2 separate regions of the Triticum aestivum genome follow, and region 2 is linked to region 1. Evidence: chromatin contacts called from public Hi-C data. All regions are on one chromosome and are shown on one strand. The core of a region is the stretch at or near the end of the contact, and the rest is flanking DNA. Distances in the headings are between cores, read along the strand shown. Region 1 has its middle 390 kb from the start of LOC123155460. Region 2 holds the start of LOC100682474 (protein LHY).

What was found. A called contact is a pair of places that touch in the nucleus more often than the background predicts.
Region 2: a Hi-C map of leaf shows a contact between it and region 1, with 5 times the contacts expected there. The contact joins the promoter of LOC100682474 here to the enhancer-like site in region 1. A contact is called at or near these places in 2 of 5 Hi-C or Micro-C datasets (both in leaf).

Annotation. Positions count from the first base shown.
Region 1 is chr7B:330,704,850-330,707,769 of IWGSC CS RefSeq v2.1, forward strand. No RefSeq gene overlaps it. Among protein-coding and RNA genes, the nearest start is that of LOC123155460, 390 kb to the left of the region's middle. Within about 2 kb of position 1,297, at least 6 of the 8 cell types and tissues checked have an H3K27ac peak or open chromatin away from gene starts, as enhancers often do. A contact at or near this core is called in leaf, where this site is marked.
Region 2 is chr7B:331,541,633-331,544,870 of IWGSC CS RefSeq v2.1, forward strand. LOC100682474 (protein LHY) reads right to left here and starts at 1,478. Exons shown (of 12, transcript XM_044578692.1): 1 at 1,185-1,478; 2 at 1,035-1,092.

The sequences.
Region 1 (2,920 bases), core at 47-2,546:
ATATAAGTCTCTGTAGGGATTTCACTATGGACTACATACGAAGCAAAATGAGTGAATCTACACTCTAAAATGCATCTACATACATCCGTATGTGATTCATAGTGGAATCTCTCCAAAGACTTATATTTAGGAACGGAGGGAGTAATATGTATGTTGACATTGATTACCAAAACACCCGAGGGAGCGAATGTGCTTTCACAAATGTTTGATATGATTCGTCCATGTATGACATAAATCATGTTTAGTTGCAACCATAAAATCAGTGTTGACTCTATCCATGTATAATGTTTGAAGTTTGAGTCAGTACCTTCATGGTTAGCTAATAACTCTTTGTAGTTTGAAGTATGATCGCTATCGTCTAATAGTTCCCTTTCGAAGTATATATACATGTATTTTACCTTCACATATTCTTCAGTTCCTTGATGCTTTTCACCATGGCAAGGATATGTAGGTTGTATGGAGTTCCTTCATTACTTACTTATATGCTTCGGATCAATTGTGGTATCCGATTTTGGATTGAGTCATTGGATTTTGACTGGCGATCGACTGATTTTCCTAGTGCGTCCTGATGGTCAGCTGGGCCGATCAGTTTGCAAGGACCCTGATGCTAAGTGTGATGGGGAGGGAGCATTTTTGCGAAACAAATAGCTTTATAGATTAAGTGGGATTACAATCTTTCGTGATACAATCAACTAGGTTAGGAATGTAGTTGATCCACAGGCAACGTCTTCTGACAGCATTAGATCGTTTTGCACAAAGATGTGCTAATTCATTAGCTTCTCTAGATGTGAATACCAACTGGAATAATTCCGGATTCCCACTAAGATCTTGGATTAAACTGAGAGTAGCAGCAATTTCTGATCGATCAAACACTAAGGAATTCCAAAGGTTAATCACCAGTTGAGCATCGGTCTCAACTAATCATCTCAAAATTCTCTGAATATAAATACTGAGTGAAGGAAACATGACCCTTCAAAATTCAGAAAAAAATCGAGAAGTATTTTTATAAATAGAATAGAAAACTATTTGCAAAATATTTGAAAATCAAATTCAAATCCAATTTGAAGTTATTAAAAAATTGTAATTTATTTTCTTATGAAAAATAGTTCATATTTTTTTTTGTTTTATTCTAAGAATTTTAATATATTTCTTGTCTAGAAAAAATTTTCCTTGATTTTTCTTTTCTGACTTTTACTCTCTGACTTATTAAATAAAACTTCAGCCGCGTCGGGCCAGCGCCAACCGACCGGCCCAGCCGACATTTAGGTCCACGGTCTGCCTTCCCCGCCGAAGCGGTACGCCTGATCCCCTCGCTCGCCTCTGCAGCCACCGACAGGTGGGACCCACCTGTCGGGTTCGTCACCGACCTCCCGCCGGATATAACTTTCCGAAGACCCAAATCACAAGCAAGCTGCACCCCGCCCCTGATTGCATAGGCTTCCATAGCCATTGCACTAGCGGTTGCTCCATACCAGAGTGACTGTGCCCTTGTCAGGTTCCCTTCAATATTGTGGACACCGAAATCTGTGCTGCCCGTATGATCTTGCTCTTAAAAGGCTGCATCGACTTCTATTTGTATGAACTGATCATCAGGGGGCTTCCATTTGTGTCTAGCCTTCATGTGCTTGAGATATCTCTCAGTTCCAATGGCTGCCAAATCAGTGGTCGAAAAGCTGGCTCTCTTCTCCATCTCTTCCCTGCTCCTGTTGAGAGTCTCCTCGTGCACTCCGTCGCCGCCCCTCTCCCTCTCTCTCTCCGGCGGCTCTGCCGTCCGGTGTGAGGATGGGTTAGGTGGTCGGTCTCCCTCTGTTCATAGTAGTCTTAGTTTTAGGTGTAGGTTGTGTCTTGCCTCCGTGGCGTCTGGCGTTATGCCGTACTTGAGCTCCCCATCAACACATCCAGGCAGTGTTTGGTGGTCACCAGTAGCCTCCCAGGTCGGCCATCCATGGTGGATGGAGGCAGATGGGAGTGGATCTGGTGCGAGCTCTCTTTCCCCAATAAGCCTGAGGTCTTCCCTGATCTGGAGGATGGCCCTCTGCTGCTGCTTGCTCTTTCCAGTCACTTTGGTGGTGGATGAGGAGCGGGGGCGTTGCAGATACTTGAAGCCTGCAGATCGAGTTCGTGCATATCAGCAGTCGATTCCATGGTGGAGCGACGGCGCCCTCGATTGGCTGCCGGTCTCCGCTAGTTCGCTGCTTCTTCTGGCCGAATGGCAGCCGACTCCATTCCTCCCGGCGTGCGTGCCTTGTGGGAGGCAGACCCAGCTGTTGTTCGGAGGCTATGGTGTGCAGGTGTTGCGGCCATGGCGATTTCTTCGTGCCAAGTGGTTCGTCCCCGGCGGCGATGAGGTTCAATCCGGGCGGTGGCTGCTAGGGACCCGATCGCGTTTCTTGCTTTCAGTTTGGGGTCCTCCATGTAAAAGTCAGGGGCTTGTTTGTTATGTATTTTACTTTGAAGTCCTTGTAGGAGCTTTGTACTTCTACCGCTTTGTGTTAAATGAAAGCTCGGGGTCGTTCTAGACCCCTCTTCAGTTCAAAAAAAATCAGTGGTCATATCCAGCGATCAGTTAACAGATTGTTGAATTGAGCGCATGCTTTCTCCATGAAGTCTTGTGTTCCTCTTCGACCAAATGGCCCATGAACCACATAATATAACACTTGCAACACTTTCGGTCACTCTGTTTCCTAAAATGATGTCAATCGCCCAAGACTGCGGGTGAAGTTTTATTAAAATACGTTGTCTAGTCCTTTCCGTCAGTTCGGACTTTTGAGAAACTTGACTAGCGCATCTGTTCAATATGGTATCAGAGCCACAAGGTCCAAGGATCAAATGCTGGCCAACGCACTACTTAATATAAAAATAGTTGCGATCTAATCTCGATCCCACATCTAAGGTCTTCCTATACATCCACAGCCTAACG
Region 2 (3,238 bases), core at 228-2,727, 840 kb after region 1:
ATGTCTGCAAACAGATCTATGAGCTCACCAGGAAGCAAAACGGTTAATTAATACTAATAGAAACATTTTTTTTTTGCAACATACCTTAATACGCATATGTTGCTTTAGGGTTCCTGGACTTTCCAAAACTAACACTAGAATTTAAGCCAGACCGAAATTTATCATAGCAAATGTATTGACATAACAACAACCAAAAAAACTATGAATTTTTTATAGCAGACAAAAAATATATTTTCTTCTTAGCACAATTCACCAAAGCATGTATTTTAGTCAAATTACCTCACCTGCTTAGTTAAACTAGATTAAGTTGCTCCCTTTCCAGCATAGCAAATCCAAAATTAACTTAACTCACCTGCTTATAAACTAAATCAAGCTGTTCTCTCCCTGCATAGCAAACTCAGAAGCCTAACTTACACACGTTCTTTCCAAACAACTTCAGAGCACCAACAACACCATATTAGATCAAAGATCTGATAAAAGCACACCTCAAACCCATGACAGCCAAAAGAAAACAGATAAAAAACCCACGCACCAACCATACAGTTTTCTAGCTGCAAGAAGTTGAACCATGGAATCACTATTAATATTATTCCTAATGACCATACTAAAACGGACAGGACTAACTAGAGCAAGAAAAGGGCACAGAAGACGGGCTAGAGCAAGAAAATAATCACTGGACGACACGGTAGACCGGGTGGAAGAAGCCAAACTCAGATGTGCTGCCTTTAAGCAAAGGGTATAAATGATCTGATTCGTAATCCCCCCTCTCCAACAGCAGAGCTCTCAGTGAACAGGTGCAGTTCAACCGCTCAGAAGTCTGAGCTTTTGCACCACGATCATTGGAGGAGAGCAACGCGAAATCAAAAACTGCAACTACAGAGACCGACCAGGCACACACACAAAAAAGCGTGGGCTCATTTGCTGCACAGTTTTCAGTCGACAAACTACCACACCTAAGAGTATATATCAATCGCGTCGCGTCCAGTGGAAGCACAAATTTCTGGAAACTTGTATGGTTCGTAGTTCTAGGTTACCTCGGGCGAGCAGCAAGCTAACCCCGGTCGCCACGTCGCCCGCCCTCCGCGCGGCGGCCTGCACCAAGCCACCCCGTGCACAAAATCAAATCAACAACCCAGCGGTTCATCATGCAAAACGGAATCTCCGCCCCGATCCCTGCCACCCACCTCAAGCGACCGCCGCACCGGGCGCAGCGGCTCCTCTCTCTGCCGCCACCGGCCGATGCTTCCGGACGAAGCTTCCCGGCCAACTCCTCCGCTTTGGGGATCTAGCTAGGCCAGCAGTGGGAGGAACAAGCGTGCGTGCGTGCGTGCGCGCGCGCGCGAGTGACGAAGGAAGGGAAGGGAAGGGTCGAGATGTCGGGTACTCGGGTGCGGGGCTCGCTGTATGCTGCGGGTCGTGGAGGCTACACGGTGGAGGTGTGTTTGTGGCCGGGGGCTGTGGGGGTCGCTCTCGCCGCCGCGAGAAATCTCAGCCACTATCTTTACTTGTGGGTTTCTAGGCCTCCTCCGAGGCTATCTCCGTGCGGCACCCTTGTAAAATCCCTGGAATCGCAAACCACCGCATTTTATGTTGCGTACTACTGGCTTTCTTTCTCACGGGAGAAAAAAAGAAATAAAGGGTCAAGGTTATTCTAGACCTTTCATATGCTTTACAAAATATTAGAACCTAGATGATGCCCCGTGCGGTACATCAGGAATCTTGGTAACAGAAATGCGTAAATAGTTGATAAAAGACTTCTAAAACTAATGAAAAGAAGATGTAATCTGAAAAATAAAAAAACAAAGTATATAAAAACAAATTAAATTACGGTTAAAATAATGTCATTTCTAACAAAACAAAAATGTGAAGGGTCAACTACATACATACGCTGCAATTGCCCAATACATATATTGCTAGTACAAAATCTAATACAAAAAATAACTGTGAATAATTAACATGCATGAATTTATGATATGACTGCGTTGCATGCATAGAGTAATGCAAAATAAAAATGATTTATGACTTGCATGTATGACTTACTTATGTGGCAAGGTTAGAAAAATAGGTATTGTAGCTATTTAGTAATAGAAGATGTACAAGACAACATTGGTTATTTTTAAGGGAAATGTATAGATGCGCTATGTGGGTTTTGTACCCTAGTCATTTGGACGGCATATTGGCCCGGCAACAAACTCTCAACTACTTGGTTTTTATCTAGATGAGAAGAAACTCTTGTATTTGACTAGAAATAGTGCCTGCTATTTTGACAACCACTCTTTTGATTGGTTGTAGCAATATTCACTAATTCGCTCAACTAGTGTACGATTTAATTAGCATTGATCCTATGTGGAACTATTACAAAAATGGCTTTTGCAATTTTGATCTAACTACTAGCATCTAGGATGCCGATTGCGGCCTGGCACACGGTGCTGAAAAAGAGAAAAAAGTGATTTCTAAACCTTGAAGAGTATTATCGAGGACCTAGTTCACAAACGTTCTGTTAGTTTGCACATTGATCAGGATGAGAAGATTATTGTATTCTTCATATGTATGTGGCGAACGGTATGAATTTAGGGCCGGAACTGTATTCTTCATATGTATGTGGCGAACGGTACGTATTTAGGGCCGGAACCAAACAATTCGTGATGCATTTGATGGTGATCGTGCTTGCAGACGAGGTTGAGACTTGGGCCGAGATGACCAACCTAATCTTTTGAAATATACTTTATTATGTATAGTTATAAGGTTGCTCATGCTAAAGGTATGTGACATCCCAGCTTAATAGGAATGATAGATTACTCATATAAAAAAAGGCGCGTCTTCTTTCTTGGGAGCCCATCCGAAAGGAATTTCAAAGTTAAGTGTGTCTGGCTTGGAGCAATTTGAGAATGGATGGCTGACTGGGAAATTGTTCTTAGGTTCGCACGAGAGATGACAAAGTGCGAAAGAAAGACTAGTGTTGGTCTGTGGGTCCAGTCTTGATCCCAGGCGCGACGGCCAAGAACCAATGGGTTTGGTCAGGGTGTTACAATTGGTATCAAAGTTGACCCCCGCGCTTACACGGGTGTGTGCGGGTTAGTGATGCATACATGAGACGCTTGTGGATGATGGCACTGGCACGCGCCGACGTGTGCCAAGAGGGAACGTTCCTGTTGGGTTGACGGGGGCGTCAGTTTCTTTGAGGGAGTGTGTATGTGGATGATGGCACTGGCACGCGCCAACGTGTGCCAAGAGGGAA